Regions from separate parts of the Zea mays genome. Here region 2 is linked to region 1. Evidence: chromatin contacts called from public Hi-C data. All regions are on one chromosome and are shown on one strand. The core of a region is the stretch at or near the end of the contact, and the rest is flanking DNA. Distances in the headings are between cores, read along the strand shown. Region 1 holds the start of LOC103632647 (THO complex subunit 6). Region 2 holds the start of LOC100501056.

Region 1 (5,942 bases), core at 2,509-5,008:
TGGACAATAGGAGATGGATTAGTGATATTAGGGGCGCTCTCTCAGCAGGGGCCTTGATTGATTTTCTGCATCTCTGGGAAGCTTTAACGGATTTTCAGCTACATCCTGATATTGAAGACAGACACATTTTTTCCATAGCGCCAGATGGTAACTACTCAGCAAAAGTTGCTTATGAAGGGCTCTTCCAGGGATCGTGCTCCTTTCTTCACCACAAAAGAATCTGGAAATCCTGGATGCCACCCAAGTGCCATTTCTTCCTGTGGCTGGTGGCACATGATAAATGCTGGACTGCTGATAGGCTGCAGAAAAGAGGCATGAACCATCCGGCTAGGTGCCCTCTTTGTGATCAAGAACCTGAAAGCATTGATCACCTGCTGGTTTCCTGTGTGTTCTCAAGAGTTTTCTGGTATAGGCTTTTGAGAAAGTTTGGGTTACACAGCTTATCCCCTCAGCAAGTGGAGCCTTCCTTCCTTGGTTGGTGGGAGAATTCCTCGGCTCAGGTCCTCAACATGGGAAAGAAAGGACTGGACTCCCTTGTTGCTTTAGGGGCCTGGATGATTTGGAATCATAGAAACAAGGTGGTGTTCGATGGAAGGACCCCCTCTATCTCCTTCCTTCTTCAAGCTGCTGAGGATGAACAGGAGACGTGGCGGCTGGCTGGTGCCAAGGGGCTTTCCTTTTTGGCCAGCCAAACTACCTAGCTCCTAGGGCTGTAGTGTTTTTTGTCCAGTTTTATGGATAGCTTTGTGTATGCTTGTTTCTGGCCTCCATAAGGAGTGCTTGTACCTGGGTCCTTATGGCCCTTTATTTTCCCTCTACTTTAATATATGGGTGCGCAGTCCTCCTGCGCTCTTTCGAGAAAAAAAAAATACAATGCACAAGACAGGAAAGGATGATGGTTTGAAACCCGCACCCCAGATACGAGCTGTCCCATCCTCTGATCCTGTTACAACCTGATCAAAAAATAAGTCAGTTAGTAACATATCACATATTGTACATATTATAGACAAGATGAACATCAAATAATGGAAAGCCAAGATAATCAAATAACCTGGCGGTTTGACTCACGAACTGCAATGCTGTGCAAATAATCAGCATGCCCCTTGAATGTGATTTTACATTTACTGGTCTCCTGAGAGAAGCAGTCATGATTAGCATTAGTTTCAGATACCTTCTCAAGCACAGAGCATTGATATTATCCAAGCTTGTAATGCTAAAGACTCTAAAGCAGAACTGCAGTTCCTTCTATGTGTGTTCAATTTACCTTAAGAAAATACATACCACATCCCAGCAGTAAGCACATGCATCACCCGCTGCTGCCAAAATGGATCCATCCTGTTTGGAAGAATGATGATAACAGAAAATAAGATTTGTTGAACCAAGCAATATGCATGAGGAACGAAAATTTGGGACAGTCACACTTCCTGGAGGATATAAAAACATGAAAAGTTCCAGTTGTTAACCTGTTTATTAATTGCAATGGCATTGTTTTCAGGTACTGGAGATCGAGCACCCCAAGGACCCCTACAAAATTGCCAGCAGCAACAATGTTATTAAAGCTACGTTTAAACTATGTTTAAACGTCAAAACGCTAATTAGAGCTTGAAACCACGTTTTGTCGTTCTAAACTGTAAAACGCAGTGTTTTATGTGTTTTAGACCATTAGCTACTTTTGGGCCCAGTCTGTTAGTTAGGGTCCAATCTGGCTCATGGGTGAAGTTTTGATAAGCCACTAGCCTCTCTATTTTGGTATTTAACTTCATGTTATTGTCTGAAATTATGATATATTGGTATTTTTCCTATGTTGTTCAAAACTAAGTTTAAACTTTGTTTAAAAGTCAAAACTTCACCCATGAGCGTTTTATCGTTTTAATAACCTTGAGCAGCAACAATGCAAACAGGGTAAATTGGGGGGGGGGGGTGGGGGGGGCAGCTGCTGGAATAAACGGTGTAAACTGGAAGGTCTGAGATTGCAGTTTTATCACAGAATCCTTACTCGTGCTGAGGGTTGACCAAGTCAAGTGCTGGTTCCAGATGATCCCCTGTGAACAAAGGCAACAGAAAAATTGGTAAAAGCAATAACAATGACCAAAATGTAGAAGATGCACTAGGCAATTTTCGGCGCATTTCCACACAGATACTCGTTTGTTCTCCCTTTTCTCCTTTATAGGAAAAACAACATATGCTCGTTCCTTCCACCTTTTCTCATGTACGAAAAACAACAGATGCCTTGTTTCACTTTTTATCAATACAACTATACTGGTTATTAAAAAAACTGAAATAATATTAACTTGGCCTTCAAGGCGCAACACACAGAAAAACTACAAAAGATATTGATGCATCTTCATAGATAAAATAAGTAGCAACTATGAAACATTTTCACATGAATCATGCCTTGCACTGGCAAGATTCTAGATTTGTATCTATGCCAGTGCAGGGCATGATTCATGATTTCTCCTGCATCAAACCTACACCATTGTAAAAAATGTGCATATTTTTTCGGTGCACCTGTGCTAGATGCATCGCAATGCCCTAGTGGCCTGGTAAAGCATATGACCATTTATGAAAGAAACCACGTCAAAAAAGAATGGAAGTTCGAATGCAGCACCTTGCAGGGAGAGCGGGACAAGGCAGCTCTGCATCTCGTGCCACCTCCAACCCTTGATGCGGCCATCGTCCCCGCAGCTGCCACAAGGAAGTAAGCAGCCAAAGAACCGCACAACCATTAACCCATCACCGTCTCCAACCAAATGAAGCACATTGCCATGGGTAATATTGTCAAGAAGCATAAGAGCCTGTTTGGAAACTTTGGATACAAGGGCTAGTTGCTAGTGCTAAAGAATTAGCCAAAATTAGCTCTAGCGCATCCACCGAACAGGAGGGCAAATTGGTGGATTATTTTTTTAGCCAGGTCTTCAACTAGTTGGAGAAGTCAATAAGGATAAGAGCCTGTTTGGATACAAGGGCTAGTTGCTAGCGCTAAAGAAATAGCCAAAATTAGCTTTAGCGCATCCACCGAACAGGAGGGCAAATTGGTGGGTTAATTTTTTTAGCCAAGTCTTCAACTAGTTGGTAGCCAACTAGCTAGCTAACCACAGCTAATTTAAGCGAATTTTTAGCCTCAACTAGTAACTAGCCATGTGTATGAAACATGCCAAGTCAAACATTCTGTCAGTCACCTGAAGAGCAGCGGCTGCTGTTGATCGGGGTAAAACCTGACGTCGTAGGCAGGTCCGCTGTGCGCTTGCACGATGCAGACAGGATCTACCAGAGTGGCGGCGGTCTCCACCTGAGAACCAGACCAAGAAAAACTCACTCTACGCCTCTCTGGGCGTGCGTCACCAAAAAATCAGTTCTGGCCAAAGGGTACGAACCTGGGAGGTAGCGGAACATGCGGAGATGCAGGATGAAAGGGAGAAGGAAGCGAGGGAGCCGTCGCTGGAGGCGGCGGCGAGTAGGATGTCGGTATCCGGGTCGTCGCTGTGGTCAAAGAAGACGGCACGGAAGAGGGTGCGGGACGAGAGGTCGCGGGCACGGAGGATGCCGCGGCGGTACGATGACTCGTCCCACCGGCGCGCGTCCATCGATGCCGGATGGGACTGCGCCGCCGCCGTCGCCATGGCTGTCCTACTCTGCGCTGATGCGCTCTGCGCTTTTGCTTCGGGGAGCGAAGGGATCAGGGAAGACGGGGACAATTCCGAGTTCCCGACAGAAAAGTGAAAGCGACAGCGGGTTGGGCTGGGCTTCTTTCAACTAGAATTCCGCCGGCTTCTGGCCCATCTTTAAACTTTTCCATCAAAATGCTTTAAGCCTTTGTGGCACGCTCCCTTATGATTTTAAACAAATAAATTTATAAGAAAAAATATTTATATGGTTTTCTTGAGAACATCTCCCTTAGGAGTTATGCAATTTTTTAAAAATAAAATCTAGTCTAATTCACACAAAAATATGGTTTTGCTCGACAAAAATATGAAACAATTTTGAATTCTTTTTCTAGAATCTTTTGTGGAGTTATTTGAATCTTCTATGGATACATTATGGTGACATGGATTTTGTATAAGGCAAGGGCAAAGTGACTTCGACAATGTTATGAGTGTTATGTAATGACCTCATATGCAGTGCTTAGTTGATGAGCTAGTTAAGATATTTGTTATTGGTGACTTGTTGAAGCTTTTGTAAAAAAACGCAACTGGGCAACACAATTAAAGTAAAGTCTCTCTCTTTTTTATCTTTGATGGGTTCTAATGTACCATTAAATAACGTAGACGAAGCATGTATTCAATTTACAAGGGTCTACATTTTTCCTTTCTCCTTTATTGGATTAAACAAAGATGAGGAATACATAGCAGTTATGAAACCTTTGGAAGGTATTGAAGGTTTCTTAAACTGATTTAAGTGCTTGAAGATGACATACCTTCTAATACTCTTTGTGCACGAAGGTGCTACAGGCTTAGACATACAAGTGACCAACCCTTGTAACAGTGGCATTGTACACTTATTTATAAGATCAAGATTACACACATTCCAACTCAGAAAAAGAATGTCCACTCCTCTATATGAAGACTATGTACAACTAGAGACTAACATTATGTCTTTTTTAGGGAAGAAGTGTTGTATACACCTTTTCTTCCTCCTTCGATAACGTACTAAGGTAGTTCAATCCTATTAAAGTTTCATTTCTTCCTTCTCCTTTGGCTTGTCGTTTCTTGATGGAGAGCCGACCTAAGCCTCCGATTTAGACACATGGTTCGGAGGTAGCCAATTGAAAATAGACTAAAGCAACAATTTTCATCAAATATAGATATTCGACCAAAAGCTCTCCTCAACACTTCTCTAATCGTTGAGGTCACCCTTCTATATGAAGTCTAGTTCCTCCAAGTCAATTATAAGTATTATAGATAGAAGAATAACTACTATAAAATAAACATCATAATGAACCCATAAAATACCCAAATAACTTCAAACTGGATCTAATAATAGAGCATGTTTTAGTTAAATATAAATGTAGTTTTTTCTAATGATTTTTAAGGTTAAATTGGATTTGAGATTATTTATTTGTTAATTTTCTTTTCATGGACATCTTTTCCAAAAAATGACATTTGAACCTTGAGCTATGAGCATGTTCCGATTTATCACTAGGGTGATACCCATAGGCATTGTTTCCAATGGTTGTAGATACCAAATTAACATGTAGGTGTGAGTACATATATGAGGTTATACAAACGCATATGGATCATATGTCGATTCAGCTGGTGCTTCAAATATATAGTACAATGCTCGTGCGTTGTGACGACACACAAATTATTCGATAAAATGTTAGTGCACAACGATTACATGAAAACAAACAATACATATATTATAATTGATATCAATATCGCACATATTCTTATGCGACATGAATTGACAATTTCCAACCGAACCCTAGACACTTATACATGTTGCCCGCTAGAAATTCCTCAAACTACTAAACTAAGTAGGCAGTCCGAGATAACCATGGTGGAATAAGAGGCAAGTGATTTCGGGCCAATAAATTTGCACTATCGACCAACCCATGAATTCTAGAATATAAAAATATTACTCATTGTTACATCAACCGATAGGAATGAGAATACATCAGCTGATAGAAATGAAAATAAACATGCATATTGTATCGAGAACCTTATATACACAGGCCCAAACCATGGCAGGCTAATTCATTATTTTGTACACTTGCACACATTATATGGGAGTGAATTAAATTATCCTCACACACACTTACCTGTGTTCTTCCCAAATTTTCCACTTCTTATCATCCACTAAATCTAAGAACACTCGAACTTCTAAATTGTTTTCTTCCTAAATTGCAAACAAAACATTCCACATCATTGGTTATAATCACATGTATCAAATGCAGTTGCTAAAAAAGGAGTGACATGCATTAAAATAGTCTATAGAACACAAAT
Region 2 (5,942 bases), core at 2,535-5,034, 140 kb after region 1:
GTTGTAAAGGGTATAAATGTAATTTCACACAGACTGCGCCCTGTGCATATAAATAGATGAACAGTACCGCGGTACTGTTCACGCTGATTTATACTCGCTCGTGCATCACGCTTGTACTATCTTCTTCTGTCAAGCCGAAGGTACAAATGTAATTATGTATTATTTTTGTTTATTCATGACAATATAATAAAAAAATGAGTTAACAGTGTTACATAATCATTCATGTTGTTTTTTATGTTTTACATGCTTCTTCTTTCATTAATGTATACTACACTCATGAAGATATGTCCTTCATAACCTTCGTCTGAAAATCATTATGTCTTAAGGAAAATAATGCTTCGAAATACGAAGCGCCTTAACCTTTAACATTTTGTGTTGACTTGTTCTTAATTCATATCATTTGATAACAAGTCTCCAACAGTTATCTTTTGCAAGGTCTCGGCCCTCAAACGACTGTTTTACATTCTAAATGCATTTTTACAGTTATTTCCAGTAACAATCTTGCAATAATGGTTCAAACCAGTCACCAGTGTAAGGTTCCCTCAAACTATAAGCATCGATCCACTAGACAACGACAACCTAGTAATGGGTTTCCACTAAAAAAGTACTAGCAATAGATTTATGCCCTGTTTCATGATCACTCTTATTACAACTTCCAGACCATGGCGAGTTGGTGGCACAATATAATGTCCTGTCAAGCTCAACAATTTAAGCATCACAATTCCATGTTGAGTATTTCTACACACCTCTGGACAAACAAACCACAATGATACAACGGAAAACAGTGTAGCATAAAAACAAGTCCGCTCTTAGCTTTTACAGCTCCAGAGCGCGTATAAAAAGACTATTGGGTGAACGTCTTTGACAGCATTTATCTATCTGGTAGCACATGGCCTCACGTTAAGGCTTTTGCAGCCAGTTAAGGCAAAACAGCCCCAGGGGTTTCAGTCTTCACTTACTGTCAGATCCATTCTTCGGATGGATAGCTTCCACAATAGCTTCAATCTCTTCCTTGGCACGCTCAAACACATTCGGACCTTTGACTTTGTCAACTGGTGTGTTCTCATTTATGTCAGCACTTGTTCCGTGAGTTTCATCCGTGTGGGCTTTTATTTTGTGCAGGCTCCCCTCCTTGCCTTCCTTATGTGATTCTGCATGTATTCAGATCTCAGAGATCCGCATCATACTGAGGATAAAGTTCTCAAATGAAATTGTGTTAGTAACATCGATTCTAAATCATCACCAAGCATGAAAATAGCATTACAAACTTGGAACTAAGATGATCTACAATGTTCTAAACAACCATTGAACCTTGGTCCTGTTTTTCAATCTCTATCTCTAAACAGCAGTTTCAACAGTCGTCCCACGTCACCGTTCCCCTTCCCGCTTAATTCAAAAATAAAGTAAAATTATGCACAAGTGGGAGTTTGAACCTTGGTTGTTAGCTCCACATTTACACCCACCTAACCAATAGAACACATATTTTTGTGTTTTATTAAAACAAAGTCTACCCATGTGATATATAGAAACTGTAGCAATGTACGGACAACTGACAATTAGTATCTAAAAAGCAGTACTTCCGCAAGTCGCTAAGAGTAGTAGAGTACTTCTATACTTGAAATGATATACACAAAATTCTACCATTAAGCAGCAGTAATTTTTAATATTGGGCAGTGACAACCATTATGAACTCAATATGCTCAGAAGTCCCTTTTGCAAGATTGAAATTGTCTGCATGCTAATGTTCTCGGTCATATTTCTGTGATCTTTCAGGGAAAAAATGTTGAACAAACCAACTCTTTCCCAAACATGGTGAAAGAATTAAGACAAATGCACAAGACATGTTTTTCATTACTACAAAGGAATGGCACATGCTCTTAAAAGAATAAGCAACCTGAACTTTACATTTGCAGTTGTTTTACTGTAAAATCAATGGCTCTCATCATGAATCACATTACTGTTTGCAAATGACGTTGATAAATGACAATGTCAAGCTATAGTATATGGGCTGAATGGTTTTTTGGTGAATTACATCCAACGTCTTTGGTATGAAGGATAACACATTCTATTGGTAAGTAGCTAAAGTTGTACTTAGCTTCAGTTGGCAAAAATGATCAATACACAGGGCAAAAGATATACTATAAAAAACACTATAAAAAGTGCAAATATGTGAGTTGATTCTAGGCACCGTTACTGTCCTTTCTTCTTATCCTCCAGTTTCCTGCTCTCCATTCCTTTTCATATATTTAATATACGGGGTACTAAATATGAAGTAACATCATTCTAGATAGTTTTACCATCCTTCTTCGCGTGGGGACTGGAATGGTGCTCCATCTTAGTATGAACAGCTCCGGCAAGGGCCTCGATCTCTTCCTTTGCTCGCTCAAGCAGATTGGGACCCTTCACCGTTTCCACAGGTGTTTTCTCAGTTATATCACTACTTGTTCCGTGAGTCTCCTTGTCATGAACTTTGTCTTTGTTCATGGCACTTCCCATTCAAAGCAGAGTACTTTCTCCTCCGTGGTCCACTGTGCCTGAAAATGAAAGAGCTTCCACGCATCAGGAAAAGCAAGGTAAAATTTGGGACCTGCACTTGGAGAAGGGACACATAAACCACAGTGCAAACAGTTCATTGCAACAGAAGAAAATGGGGGTTGCCAGCTTGCAATACAAGGATTAACCACCCACCTAACAGTAAATTGAGAGTTCTGAGTAAAAAGCTTACTCCCTCTACTTCAAAATACATGATGTTTAGGGCATCAACATGTTCTACAAGGTGACACATAGACTATAAATTTCTATGAAAAATATAGCATTTAAAATAAAAACGTAACTAAATAATATAACATGGTTCAATTTCTCGACCGGAAAGGGCGAGAAACCGGTAAATTTCTCGTCCCCGCTCCGGTTTTTGCTCTATTCCGGTTCCAAATTTTAAAATACAAAAGTCAATCTTTGTTTTGATCAAAACGATATTTCGGAACAGTAAAAACGAAAAGGTGAACCCTGTAATATAAGTACCTTTTTGTGATGAATGTAGTACTATCTACCCTACATTGTCAATGTATACAATTCTCACATGGTGTATATTAGTGTCTTGAAAAAGAACTGACCAGGAATGCTAAAATGACACCTATTTAGAATCAGAGGGGGTATTGGATAGTAAGCAGCCGCCAAACCACCAGCAATCATCTAACAAAGGTGCATAAAACTGACATGATTTAATGGACACCTCCATCCCCATTACAGATTGCCTAGGAAAGAAGCCAGTGCTTTGGTTGGATATTTCAGAATCAAGGACGCAGGGTGCTCACCTTAGAATCCAGGGTAGTTTTTTCAGCGAGTCTCGAGAAAACATTTTTTTCAGTGAATCTGGAAGACCCGCCATATTACAGATTATGACTTACCCGATTCGGTAACAGGAACTGATATAATACTCGGTTCCGGACGCAAAGAATACTCTTCATCCATTCAATAGGCAGAAGTTTTTCCCTTTCTCTAAATCGTCAATGGAAGCATGAGCGCTGCTACAAATCAATCATTCCTACAGCGGTACAGCCTACTGCGCTAAGATCATGCGAACACCATGTCTCAAGTTGGTCCTCACGTCGATGCCAATGAACACAAAAAAACCAGAGAGAGAGAGAGAGACGAACGGGGGATAGTTGGAGGAAGAGGGGGAAGGGGGGCACTTGCCTGTCGTCGCCGGTGGGGCTAGCCGGCGCCCGGCGAAGTCGATTGTCCCTGCCTCCCTGGGGAGGCGAGCAGGTGCAGAGATGCAGGATCGAGAGACAGCGCACGTTCGGGCAAAGGAAACGGACGAAACAATGGGTATATTCCTCAGCCCGGCCTATAGATGGCCAGCCGGGCCGGGATAAACGGGTCGGCCCGAAGCACGGCACGACCCGTAGTGCCTGGGCACGACACGGCACGGCTAGTGTCGGGCCCGTGCCGGCACGGCCCGATAGGTAGTGCCGTGCCTGGGCCGAGCATCAGGCACGCTGGGCCGGCACGATTAGCCTCTAGGCATGGTTAGACACGATTATGCATGATTAGATCCAAACACGACTAGTTAGCTGTGTGTTGTACTCTTTTTTCTTATCTAGGGTTTTCTCACAATGGTGAGTTTTTACCTAAATAGGTTTTTAATGAGTCAGCCATTGCACTAAACAGTTCAATATTAGCTATTTTAGTATGTTTTAACTGTGTTTGTGAATATCTGACTAAAATTCTGTGGTATAGTGCTAAACGGGCTATATGGGCTAAACGGGCTAAATGGGCTAAACGGGCCGGCACGGCACGGCTAAGCAGGCTTAGTGCCGTGCTTGGGCCTGGCCTTAGGCACTAGTGCCGTGCCGGCACGGCACGGCTATTAAACGGGCCAAACGGATCGTACCCTAACCGTGCCGTGCCCGGGCCGGGCCGTGCCGTGCCGCCCATTTGGCCATCTCTAGCCCGGCCCAATCGAGCCCACAGCCTATTGAATAGTGGTTCACATTGTCAAGACATTTCACCGACATGCGGGACCGGATGACATTAGGCCCATCTGTCAGTTGACGTGCGCCTTTCCGATTACGGAAAGCGTTGGAGCTTTCTCTGCCACCAGACGCTCAGGGGCACCCCGGGCCTACCTGCCAGCGTCGGTCAGAGACCCGCCTCCGTCTCTGAATCGGCCGCTGCCGCTACCGCCGCCGGCGGCGACGACCATGCCCCGCGCCGCTACGGGTGCGATCACTGCGGCGTTCCTGCGCGCGCAGGCCCCGCACATGGCGCCGCTGGCATCGCGCATCGCGCGCGCGTTCCCCGGCCTCGCCACCGCCGCCGCGACGCGCTTCGCTCCCTCCTCGTCCGCGTCCTCGCCGCGGCTTGGCCTCGTCCCGCGCCTCCGATCCGGTGCGTCAAGCGCTCCAAGTTGTACAAAAATTTACGGCCTGCGCGGCCGCGTATCAGCTGCTCGACGTAACGCCGCCTGGTTGTTTCCTTACCTGTTTCTCTTCCAGCGCGCTCCTTCTCCGGCGCCCGTGCGTCTCCCGTTAGCGGCGCGGTTTCTGGCTCCTCGACGTCGGAGGAGGGCCAGCAGCTGCAGTCGGAGCTCATCTTCCTGGGCACGGGCACCAGCGAGGGCATCCCGCGCGTCAGCTGCCTCACGCACCCCACCAAGATTTGCCCCGTATGCCATTTGCCCATTGGCCTCAATTCACCATCTATCTATATTGCCCAACAACATTGCGTCGTCTATGCTGCTTTTTTTTTTGCTCAGTGTAGCTTGCGTTATCCTGTCCTGTCCTGCATGCAGGTTTGCACCAAGGCGGCTGAGCCAGGGAACCCGAACAGGAGGCGCAACACCTCTATCCTTCTGCGCCACGCCACCCCGTCTGGCACCACAAACATCGTTGTTGATGCCGGCAAGTATGTGCTATGATGAACACTACAACTCAGCTTTGCTTCATTTCTTCACTGACCTGAGTAACTAGCTTATGGTTTGTTTATTCTCATCAGGTTCTTCTATCACTCGGCACTCCAGTGGTTCCCCACGTTTGGGTGCTGTCTTTGATCTGATCTGATACAATATTCAGTTTGTTTGGTTGCAAAGTTGGTCATGCAAAGTGTTTACTCCCACTTTTCAGTTTGAGGACAATCGATGGTGTCATTATTACCCATTCTCATGCTGATGCCATTGGAGGTATGTAACCTGTGCAACTTTGGGTCCTGTTGTAACTGTTTAGCTTAAAGCAATGGTGTTGGTACCAGCTGGGAGCCTGGGACAATAATCCATGTTCCTTCTTATCTTGTCTTTTTCAATAAAATAAAATAAAACAAAGGAAGATAATGTCTCTGGCGCAGGGCTTGATTGTCTTCGTGATTGGACGAACAATGTTCAGTCATCGATCCCAATTTATGTGGCAGAACGTGATTATGAGGTTGGTTTTTTTTTCCCTTTT

What was found. Hi-C and Micro-C count contacts between places; a contact is called where the count stands out from the background.
Region 2: a contact with region 1 is called in a Hi-C map of tassel, with 5 times the contacts expected there. The contact joins the promoter of LOC100501056 here to the promoter of LOC103632647 in region 1. A contact is called at or near these places in 10 of 25 Hi-C or Micro-C datasets (ear, endosperm, leaf and 3 more).

The regions. Positions count from the first base shown.
Region 1 is chr7:102,981,652-102,987,593 of Zm-B73-REFERENCE-NAM-5.0, forward strand. It overlaps LOC103632647 (THO complex subunit 6), which reads right to left and starts at 3,759. Exons shown (of 12, transcript XM_008654403.3): 1 at 3,375-3,759; 2 at 3,180-3,289; 3 at 2,609-2,685; 4 at 1,997-2,042; 5 at 1,464-1,524; 6 at 1,282-1,335; 7 at 1,052-1,132; 8 at 914-953. The coding sequence starts at 3,620.
Region 2 is chr7:103,125,204-103,131,145 of Zm-B73-REFERENCE-NAM-5.0, forward strand. LOC100501056 reads right to left here and starts at 3,785. Exons shown (of 3, transcript NM_001195894.1): 1 at 3,697-3,785; 2 at 2,298-2,534; 3 at 622-1,151. The coding sequence starts at 2,496. The coding sequence ends at 952. It overlaps LOC100276574, which reads left to right and starts at 4,536. Exons shown (of 12, transcript NM_001150330.2): 1 at 4,536-4,893; 2 at 5,001-5,170; 3 at 5,297-5,409; 4 at 5,500-5,541; 5 at 5,628-5,683; 6 at 5,845-5,921. The coding sequence starts at 4,707.